Regions from separate parts of the Sus scrofa genome. Here region 1 is linked to region 2. Evidence: chromatin contacts called from public Hi-C data. All regions are on one chromosome and are shown on one strand. The core of a region is the stretch at or near the end of the contact, and the rest is flanking DNA. Distances in the headings are between cores, read along the strand shown.

Region 1 (5,517 bases), core at 1,442-3,941, 140 kb before region 2:
TGAAATACTGAGAAGTGGTAGCTTAAGCCAAAACAGTTTTCCATGGTCAGAATTCTAAGCATTTTAGGTTGGTGGGAAATATTTTTTTTCTTTTTTGAAAATTTCTCTGATCACTTGTCTAGATGTGGAATGTAGTTGGTGAGCCAGTCCTGTGGGTAGGAGTACATTTTCTGGGGCTGAACACTTTTTGAGTCTCTCTACAAAGTTGTGTTCAATTCTGTCTGCGCTTTTGCACAAGTGTCTTTAGTGGGTAAGTTGGAGATCTGAGTGATGACATTTAGCAAAAAGATGGCAGAGATTTGCTTTTAACTTTGCATTTTTGGGTGAGATAAGATCCTTTAGGTACTTCTTCATAAAGGATATCTTAAAATTGTTGAATTATTTACTTACAGTAGAGAAGTGAATGTCAGATGAGAATAAATCTTCAGTGAACTTTGAAGAGAGATTTAAACGTTTAAATATGCAGTTTGTTTTGTTGCATAATAAATTACATTCTTTAGAGAATGAAAAACTGCAATGAGAAACTACAGAATTAATGGGATTCTCTAGTTATTTTTATTGAGAGAATTTTCTAGAAATGAATTATAGATTTCGGCAATAGTTCAAATTATTCACACTTTGTTGCTTTAATGTCTGCTGTATCCTTCTATGACTTCATAGCTCATGTGCTTTCTTTACAAAAGGGATAAACTTAATAGTAAAGTCAAAACATTACAGTCATTTCCTTTGAAGAAAAAAATGTCCCTTTTTATATTGTTTTCAACAAATAATTCACTGTAACTATTGATTGAAATATGCTTCCCATCCTTTGCCAGAAGTACTGGAGGGAAATTTTATTTTATCTTCCAGCAAAACTGGAGGGCAAGCATTTCCCTAGAGATTACAAGGGGTTTTTGGAAAGAGTCTTAACCAAAGTGGTTTTCGTATTCTCATGCTTCTTCATGAGATCTACTAGGAGAGACTCATTATTCAAATTTAAGCAACATTCTGGGAGGAACAACCCCTAAAAGCATTTATCCATCACTTAAACCCTAGTGCTAATTTGTGTATCAGCAGCTTTGCCATTTTCAGTTAAAAGCTATTGTTAAGAACATCTATTGTCAAGTCAAAAAAAAAAAAAAAGCCCACTATTTTAATCACAACATCAAAGGAAACCAAAAAAACATAGTGAATAACTATAATTGTACTGTTCTAACAGAATAAGTTCACCTTTGTGCTTTCCTTCCTGGCTTTGTCCATTTTCAAACATGTTTCTAATAGTGATGTAATCATATTCTAGACACTGTGCACCTAGCTGGGGAGCGGGTTGGGGGCAGTGCCTGTTTGGTGGGGCCTGTGGATCATAGGGGAAGACCAAGCAACAGAGGGGATGGCCACAATTTCCTACCACTTCTACTTTCTCCACCCTCCCTCCTGTTCTGCTCTCTACATCTCTTGCTTTGTCCTCCTCCTGACCTGCCTTCTGTTGGTCCATGAAAGTAAATTCAAGTTACCTTATTTTTGTATTTTAGGATGTTTACAATCATTGGGGTTTTCAAGTTGAAATTGCAAATCAATCACCCAATCTAATTTATTTTCTTTCCCCTTCTGCCCCTGAACACCATGTTCAGTCTAACCCACATGTATGAATTACCTTTCTCTTGCCAAGCAACTTGCAACTGGCGAATACAGAGATGACGAATTCTTCCTCACGTCTCTACCTACAAGTCACAGAGTAACTGGCAAAGAGATCATTACAACGGTAGATAAGGAGTGCTATCTTCTAGGAGAGCCAAAGAGGAGCTACATTTACAGTAACAGTAAGTATTATGAGAAACACTGGGATAAAGCTTAATATAGGAGGCTGTGAATGCACACTGTGGGAACCTTAACCTAACTTTGTGAACAGGTGCAGAGAAGGTAACAATTAAACTGGCTTTGAAAGTTTGGGAAGGCTGGGTGGAGAAGTGGGGGAGAGCATTTTAGGCACACACAATAACCCTGAGGTGTGGAATAGTGATGGTTGGCTTTAGTTCAGGCTCCAGGGCTAGAGGAGATCACTGAGTTAGGGTACTGAATTGCATGTTATCAGAGGCCTGGTGTTCTATGTTAAGTAGTTGAGATGTTGTTTTTGGGCAACAGGGTATCAAATGGAGATCTGTGGGCACAGAAATGACATGGTCAGTTTTTTGCTTGTTTCATTTTAAGGGGAAGTAGTTCTGGTGGATAAGGGATTGGCAGAGTGAGGGTGGCATGGGGGCCCAGTGGTACTAGGGCTCTTTCCTCTGTAGTAAATTTCTCACCACTTACCATGCTATGTGGTCTTTGTTGAAAAATGAATGGCTTTGCATTGCATCTGAGTTTGAGGAAGACTCTCATCTTGAATTTTACCCTTTGTATCCCATCAGCCACATGACTTAGGGCAAGACATCACTGATACATGGCACCACATCAATCCACTCAGTCCACCTCTCTTTCCTGGATCGTGGGATGGATGTCCAGGAAAAGCAAAGGGGGACACTTAAAATCCACTTATGGGAATCACCAGGGATGTCTTCAATTCAAGGCTAAATCCTTTTGGCTTCAGCTTCCGTTTTGAGTCCTGACTCTGTCCTACAGATCAAGAGACTGAGGTTGGCCTTCCTGGCCTGACTTTACTCTTTTATGACTCAGATGCTGTCTCACTCTTAATCTAACCTTTGGGCCCAAATCCAGGCTCTAGGCACTGAAGAGTGCAAAGGTCAGACCTGCCTGAACCTCCTCACCAGGGAACATGCAGATCATGCCTGATCTGGGTTCATTTCTCCTAGTGAAGATTTATTTCACATTGTTTAAAATCAAATACTATCCTAAATCTCCCTTTCAAGCAATTCCTTTCTTTCAACATACTTCCCTGAGTTACCCTCTCATTAATCCATTTTCTCCTTTAATTATCAACCTAGGCCAGCCTCTATGAACCAAATTTTCTTTTGGAAAATTGCATACTTAAAACATTTGTGATAATTCTAAACCACTGAGAGGAAAAAGAAGTTTGTCTATTAACTGGGGTATTGCACTCCATACTCCTGTTTTGGGCACTCTAAACCTCTGAATATTCTTTTTTTTTGGTCTTTTTAGGGCCATACCGAGGCATATGTAATTCCCAGGCTAGGGGTCGAATCAGAGCTGTGGCTGCTGGCCTATGCCACAGCCACAACAATGCCAGATCGGAGCCGTGTCTGCGAGCTACACCACAGCTCATGGCAATGCCAGATCCTTAACTCACTAAATGGGGCCAGGGGTCAAACCTGTGTTCTCATGGATGCTAGTTGGGTTTGTTACCGCTGAACCACAATGGAAACTCCAACCTCTGAATATTCTTTGTAAAAATGCTTTTTAATGGAAAATTTCAAATATATGCAAATTAGATAAACTCTGTGCTCATCATCCAGCTTTGACAGTTACCAACAAATGGTCCCATTTGTTTCAGCTGTACCCCCAACCACTATTCCCTTAGTCCCCAATGTTTTCGATGAAATTCTAGATCTCCTATGATTTTATATGTAAATATCTCAAGTGAAGAATTCCTTTCACAATCCTAACCGCAGCTTCAATATCACACCAAAATATCACTAACTTCCTGTATTATCGGGTAACTTGACTATTTTCAAACTTAACCAATTGTCTTAGTTTTTTTTAAATACAATTTTTTCAAATTGGGATTTAAATAAGGCCGTACTTTGCACTTGATTGATAGATCTCTAATCTCTTTTGAGCTACAAATTCTTCCTCCTATTTTATTATTATTATTATTATTATTTTTGTTAAGGTATTTGTTGAAGAACCTGGGTAATTCATCCCATAGCATTCTCCAGTCTGGATTTTGCTAATTGTATCATTTAAGGCCTGTTGAATGTGTTCCTGTATTCCTGTATGTCTTGTAAATTAGTGGTTAGATGTTGAGGCTTAATCAGATCCAGGTTTCCTTCTTTATTTCTGACAGTTTAAGTGGTGTTGAGTACTTCTACCAGTCTTTTTGTAAGCGGGCGGCCACTGCTAATCACAGCCAGGCTCTATTAATTTAATAAGGATTGCAAAATGATGACATCTAAACTCTATCATCCCACTATTACTTAATAATAGCTTATCAGCTCTTTGTTTGCACTAGTATAGTTGAGTAGCCAAGGCAAGATATAAGCTTAATTCTTCCCTTTAATAGGTTTCCAAAACATTAGTTCGTTGGTTAGCATCCTTCAAAACTGACTCATTAATTTCAAATAGGACTGTCATGAAATAAGCGTATTTGATGTGTTTGTAGTCACTGAAGTGATTATCCGTATTGATGCTCAAATGTGTTCCTCTTTGAATGGTGAGGATGTCGTCAAGTTGTTTTCAATTACCTTGAGACCTTGCGTTATGGTCTGACAAGATGGTCCATTTCCTTTCTCAGGCTTAGAATCAATCATTTTCCCAGGGAAACATGATTCCTTTGACTTGGAAATGATTTCTAGACACAGCAGTATGGGACCTAGGGCTGCTCATTGTTCTTGGATTGGTCATTTTTTTCCAGAGCTTTTCAGAGGACAGAGTGAAGAAATGTGTATTTTTTTAAAAATTTAATGCTTAAGTTCATGCTGATAGTGCTGGTTCAAATTAAGGACAACAGGGTGTTAATTCACAGATCTTACATTTGTATATCTTTCCCTCCTGTCAAGAATCCTGGTTTTGGATTAATTACACCAGCACAATTACTCATTTGTTTAATATCACAGTACACATATAACAGACTCTGAATAACAATACCAACTACTGGCATCAAGGATTTAATAATTGAAAATAGTTTATGATTTGTTTGCAGTTCTTTGAGGTCAATCCTAAAAAGGATAGTCAGTTTACAGAGCTTCAAATACCTTCTCTGTGTAGCTTTGCCCCCTACTTGATTTGCAGTCATTCACTTGATAACTTTTGCTCTCAGTTTTTAAAAAAACTTGTGCAAACCACAAACCTGTTTTATTATGGAAGATCATTACTTCTCACTTGCTCAAAATATACATAAGAGCAAAAGCAAAAACACAAAGCAAACTCCACGCACACACATACAGCCTCCCAAATGCTACACTGGTGGATATTTAGCCACACCACAATATTCTATTTTCCTTGTTTTTTCACTCGCCGAATTTTATTATATTATAGTTGTATAACCATCATTACAACCTAGTTTTACATTTCCATCCCAAATCCCCAGCCCATCCCTTCCCCCCAACCTGTCTCCTTTGGTAATCATAAGTTTTTAAGAATCTGTATGTCAGTTTGTGTTCTGCCAAGAAGCTCATTGTATACTTTTTTTAGATTCCACATACAAGTGATAGCATATGACAATTGTGTCTCACTGTGTGACTAACTTCACTTAGCATGATAATATCTAGGTCCATACATGCTGCTGCAAGAGCCATTATTCCTTTTCATGGCTGAGTAACATTCTATTGTGTATATGTACCACATCTTCTTTATCCACTTCTCTGTCCATGGACATTTAGGTTGCTTCCGTGTCTTGGCTAT
Region 2 (5,233 bases), core at 1,464-3,963:
TTTCATGGACTCCTGTATGGGTAAGTGTCTCTAATCACATAAAAATAAAATTGAACTATACTTGTGTTTTATTCATCAACATTTTTTCAAGATTTATATATTCCTTAGTTTATTGAAAAAAAAAAAAAAGGTTTAACTCACTCCAGGAATAAATATTTTTCTTGTGCTTAAGATTTTCTTAAAAATAAAGATGGTATTGGGCGTTCCCGTCGTGGCGCAGTGGTTAACGAATCCGACTGGGAACCATGAGGTTGCGGGTTCGGTCCTTGGCCTTGCTCAGTGGGTTGGGGATCCGGCGTTGCCGTGAGCTGTGGTGTAGGTTGCAGACACAGCTTGGATTCCGAGTTGCTGTGGCTCTGGTTGTAGGCCGGTGGCTACAGCTCCAATTAGACCCCTAGCCTGGGAACCTCCATATGCCGCAGGAGCGGCCCTAGAAATGGCAAAAAGACAAAAAAATAAAATAAAATAAAATAAAATAAAAATAAAGATGGTATTGAACTCTGCATAGTGTACATAGTGGTTGGGTTGGAACAGTATTGTCATCATTCTGAGAAAGAGAAAAATGGAGGGAGGTAAAGAAGAGTTTACTGATTTTTAAATACGTAAAGCTTTTTAACAAGGCACGTTGTTAAAGCTCTGCAAATACATTTACAAATAGATTTTATCAGGGAACCCTTTGAACATAAGGTAATGTTTTGGCCTTTCAGCCCAGGTTGGGAAGCCCTTCCCAATGACTGTCACTCCAGGGAACAGGTTTGGCTGGATTCCAAACATCCCCTGACAGGTCCCAGATCTGGCTCAGAGGTGGCTCCACCTGTCTGACACTGTCAAGGTTTACCTGGAGACAGCCAGTGGGTTTCACACAAAACTGGATCCTGTCTTCTATCAACAAGTGACCAAATGACCTCCTCCTCCAAAAAAAAAAAAAAAAAAAAAGAAAAGAAAAGAAAAGAAAAGAAAAAGACAAAGGAGAGACACTAGGACCCAAATCACATCATGGGGGCAGTGACTCTGTGTCAATTACTACATCCTTAGTTGCAAGGACAGTATTCAGTATACAATAAGCACACCATAAATATTTGTTAAATAAAGTTAATCTTCACAGTAATACTAAGAGAAATAAGTTAACCCCAACTTACTGAGGAGGCTCAGAAAGGTTAGTGGAGCAACTAGGATTTGAACCTGGGTAGATCTTTCCACTGTATATGACATAACTTATTAGACTCTCTCATCCCCCAAATGCAAGTCATTTCAGGAGACTTCTAGAATATAGATATATACTTTTTACCACATCTTAAACTCTAGGCAAAAAAAAAAAAAGCAAGACTTTTACCATAAAGTAACCCACCAAATAATCTAGATTTTAATGGGTACTCTAGAAAGCATCCAGCTCAGTTTCCCACCCAATAAATAAGTGAATGTACAGTAACTTCCTCAAGGCCTGGCACACATTAAGTGCTTAATAAGCATTAATTCCTCACCTTGTGTGAAGCTCATGGTGGGCTGTGGTCCCAGCCTTGACCAGAGCACTTTCACTTACTATGCTACAATTTTATGAAAGGTCCTTCGATTTTAAAAATGAACAGTTCTCCCTTGAAATGTAAACACCATGAAATCAGTGACTGTGTTTTGTTCAAAGTTGCATTCCTAGGGCCAGAATAAGGCCTTACACATGGCAGGTACTAGAAAAAAAAAAAACCTATGTTTTGAATATATAGATGAATGCATGACCAATTGTCGGAAAAGTTCGAGAAACAGCACTTTTTGCTTAAGTAATGGGTTAGGGATTCAGAGGAAGAGCTGGTATCCCAGCACAGCAAGCGGCCCTGGGGGGAATCCTTTGAAGTCATGTGACACTGGTAAATGAATGGTTCCCAAATCCCTGGTCTGCACCTTCTATCCCAATATGAGAATCCATGACAAATGTAGGATGAGCTTATCTCTGGATGAAATTTACAGGCAGCATAAGGAAAGCCTGAGAAAACCACCAACCATGAGATGAGCTGTGGCCTCCCTCCTTCTCTTCCTCTTCTTCAATCTCCCATCCCACTCCACAGAGAGCCCTGATTTGTAGCCAATCATCCTTATCTCTGCAGCATGAAATGACAGGAAATCAGGTCATCAAGGAATCCAGAAAATGAAAATTGAGAACAAAAATCTACTTCAGTTGGCAGTATGCCCAGGTGGGATTTGGTGCTTTGGGCAGCTGATTCTTCAATGAGGAAATAAAATGGGGGAGATCTAAAAAATTTAATGTATTTCATTTTTAAAATGAAATCAAATAGCCCTGTGTTATCTCCTATAACATTTATCAGTCCTTTCAGGAGGGCAAATTTCCTACAGAATATCTGAAAAGCATTCCATCACATAACACTACTACCAGCTTTCACAATTTAGGAAGAAAATCATCTTTCTAGGGCAAGAACCTCCAAGCCCACCCCTGCCATGATACTTCTGTTTGTTTGCAAAAGACTGGTTGTGTCCCTTGGGTGTTTGTTGATCAAAGTTCCAGTCGTACTGCTGAACGAGTGTTCCTTTTTTTTTTCCAAAGTGATTATTAAGCCACTTTAAAAACACTTTAACTTGTGGGTTTACCTCACTCTGTTTGAGTCCAAATTTCACAATAATATAATGAAGCAAGCCCTGTGGTGCTGTCTATGTCATTTTAATTTAGCAGGAAACCACAACCTTGTACATCTTTTCCAAGTGCCTCCCCTCGCCCCTGGCTCCATCCATGTCCAGTGCCGTCTGGCTTTTTTTCTGGCCTGAGTTTCAGCATTGCGTACTTACTTCATTAACCCTACAAGTCTTCAACTCTCCCTTATCACTTTGCAAACGAGTCTGCCCCCTATTCCTGATGTCAAATTGCAAACTCTTTTGTGTGCTTTCAATAATCGCCATTTTAATGTACAAACTGATTGGAATGCCCAAGAGCTGGTGTCATTTTTCTGTTTGCTTCAACGGGTATTTTGTGTGAAGTGTGAACTTGGGGAAACATAAAAAGAAAAAAATTAAAAAGAAAGACTGTAAGAATTGGGAAAAAAAAATCATGAACAATGTTTCAGGGAGTAAACCATGAATAAAGGACACATTAACCGATCTGGTATTTTCTTTATATCTTTTCTTTATGATTTGCTCCTGATGGAATGACTGAACATTTATTTAGACTTCAGATACTATCTTCACACTGTTTAAGCACTTGATTTACTTTAGCATTATTTGGCCAATTTTAAAAGGTACTTAATTGATGTTAAAAACATATTTTAAAAGCTATCACTAGTCGTTTCTCTTGGAAACATCCATTTCCAAAATTTTTCTGATTGTTTATGGCCCACAAAATGCATAGGGCCTTAGTTTTCATTCACGATGTTATAGAACTATCTTTTTTCATATTTCCAAAAAATATAACTACAGATATTTAATGTTTCTGATATACTTTATAAAAATGAATTCAGAAATTTCCATATGATTATTACCTAACTGCTACTAGTGATAAAGTGTTCAATTGCCCATATTGTGATAAGTGAGCACAGAAATAATATCTACTCTAATGATATTTTAAAGAACAATTCTTGGCATGTAATGTAACAGAAAGAGATGCAAACTGAGTTGATGAAGACTGGAGTTTTCTGTATGACCGTGGGAAAGTCCCCTGACCCCACTGGGCTTTATTAAGGTCAGAGAAGTTAGGAATTAAAACTAGGGTCATTCACCTCCTTTCACTTTTTCCCATATCTGCTTAAAAAAAGTTTACTTAATTTTTTTTTTTTCAAACAAACATTGGGAAATATCAAGCTAAACTTTAATGTTCACTACTTCCTTACCATCTTTGGTTTTCCTCTCTTAAAAATCCCTTTCTTTGAAGCTGTGAGATATATTTAATGAAGCAGCAATTTTTTTCCCTAGCTTTGACCTGAAAGGTAAATAATCTAATCTTGCATCATCAAAAGCCATTTTTTTTTCCAGAGCATTTATCTCATACTCAGAAAACAGATGTTAAATGCCAGAATGAAAACAAGTTATATACCAAAGTGCAAATCCTTGTCCTTTTGACTATTCAGAAAAACTACACATCTTTAGCTGACTGACTCCTGAAAAAAATTAAAAAGAAAGACTGTAAGAACTGGGGGGGAAAAAAATCATGAAATCAATTTAGTTTTAGTTCTGTCTTCCAGTTGAGTTTAAACTTACTCAACCTATAAGTGCAAACATATAAGTGCAGTTCTTCAGCTCTACTTTTTCTTGGTGTGGCTCACAGTGCTTCAAGTTTCCTTCTTTTGATGTCTCAAATTCTTACCATTTGTGAACACCTTTTCAATGTTTGAATCTGAATGTTGACTTGTTTCGGTGAAGAGGCAGAAGTCATAACTGCAGGTCAGCCGATATACTAGAAAAAGAAATCTGGAAGTTGCCAAAGGAAAGCATAAGGACACTGAAAAGCAAGAGATATCCTTTAGGAAACCAAAATTTAAAGAGGGAGGAATAAGAAAACCTCAGACATTCTGTAAGCTTTGCATGACACCCAAGGGCTCTTTTTTTTTTTTTTTTTTTTTTTTTTTCCATTTTGCTAAACCCATCTGTTATCTTGATTTATTAATTTTTTGGCAACACTTTTGACATACTTTTAGCCCTTTCTAAAAATAGAAGCTTTTTCTGATTTCCCTTAAAACATGAGTCACTGGATGGAAGTCAAGCAGGACAGGACAGTGGAGAGGAAGGAGATGGGAATGAGAAAGGAGCCTGATAGCAAGGCATTGCAGCGTAGCCGTGAGGTAACCATGCTGGGTGTGTGGTAGTGCTGAGCACCCACTTTACCAGCTACCAAGTCCTATGGCTATGGCTCTCTGATGTAAGTATATTGAAGCTACATGTTTTTCTAGTGGTAGATTTGTCCTAAATAACACACATTCCCTAGTCTGAGCCTCACTGGGCAAAAAGGGTAGATGTTAAAAATGCCCTCTGCTCAATTATTAGCAAAAAAAATTTTTACAATGGAAATTTTAGAAATGGGGCCTTTTGGGAAGAAGTGGTATTATCAAGACATTGTATAAATAAAAGTTATTACGCAACATCTGTGTGTTGGGGCGGGAGGGGTAAGCAGAAAAATAAACCAAGGCAGAGAAAGGAAGTGAGAATGACAGGGAATCAGGGAACAAATTTCTCTAAGAAAGGATGACTAAATTACAGGGAACATGGGTTAAAAAAACTGACCAACCAACCAACAACAACAAAA

What was found. Hi-C and Micro-C count contacts between places; a contact is called where the count stands out from the background.
Region 1: a contact with region 2 is called in a Hi-C map of liver, with 1.6 times the contacts expected there. The contact joins two enhancer-like sites. A contact is called at or near these places in 3 of 47 Hi-C or Micro-C datasets (liver and skeletal muscle).

Annotation. Positions count from the first base shown.
Region 1 is chr15:118,098,710-118,104,226 of Sscrofa11.1, reverse strand. No RefSeq gene overlaps it. Among named protein-coding and RNA genes, the nearest start is that of MREG, 170 kb to the left of the region's middle. Within about 2 kb of position 2,691, at least 1 of the 83 cell types and tissues checked has an H3K27ac peak or open chromatin away from gene starts, as enhancers often do. A contact at or near this core is called in liver, where this site is marked.
Region 2 is chr15:117,962,146-117,967,378 of Sscrofa11.1, reverse strand. No RefSeq gene overlaps it. Among named protein-coding and RNA genes, the nearest start is that of FN1, 230 kb to the right of the region's middle. Within about 2 kb of position 2,713, at least 6 of the 83 cell types and tissues checked have an H3K27ac peak or open chromatin away from gene starts, as enhancers often do. A contact at or near this core is called in liver, where this site is marked.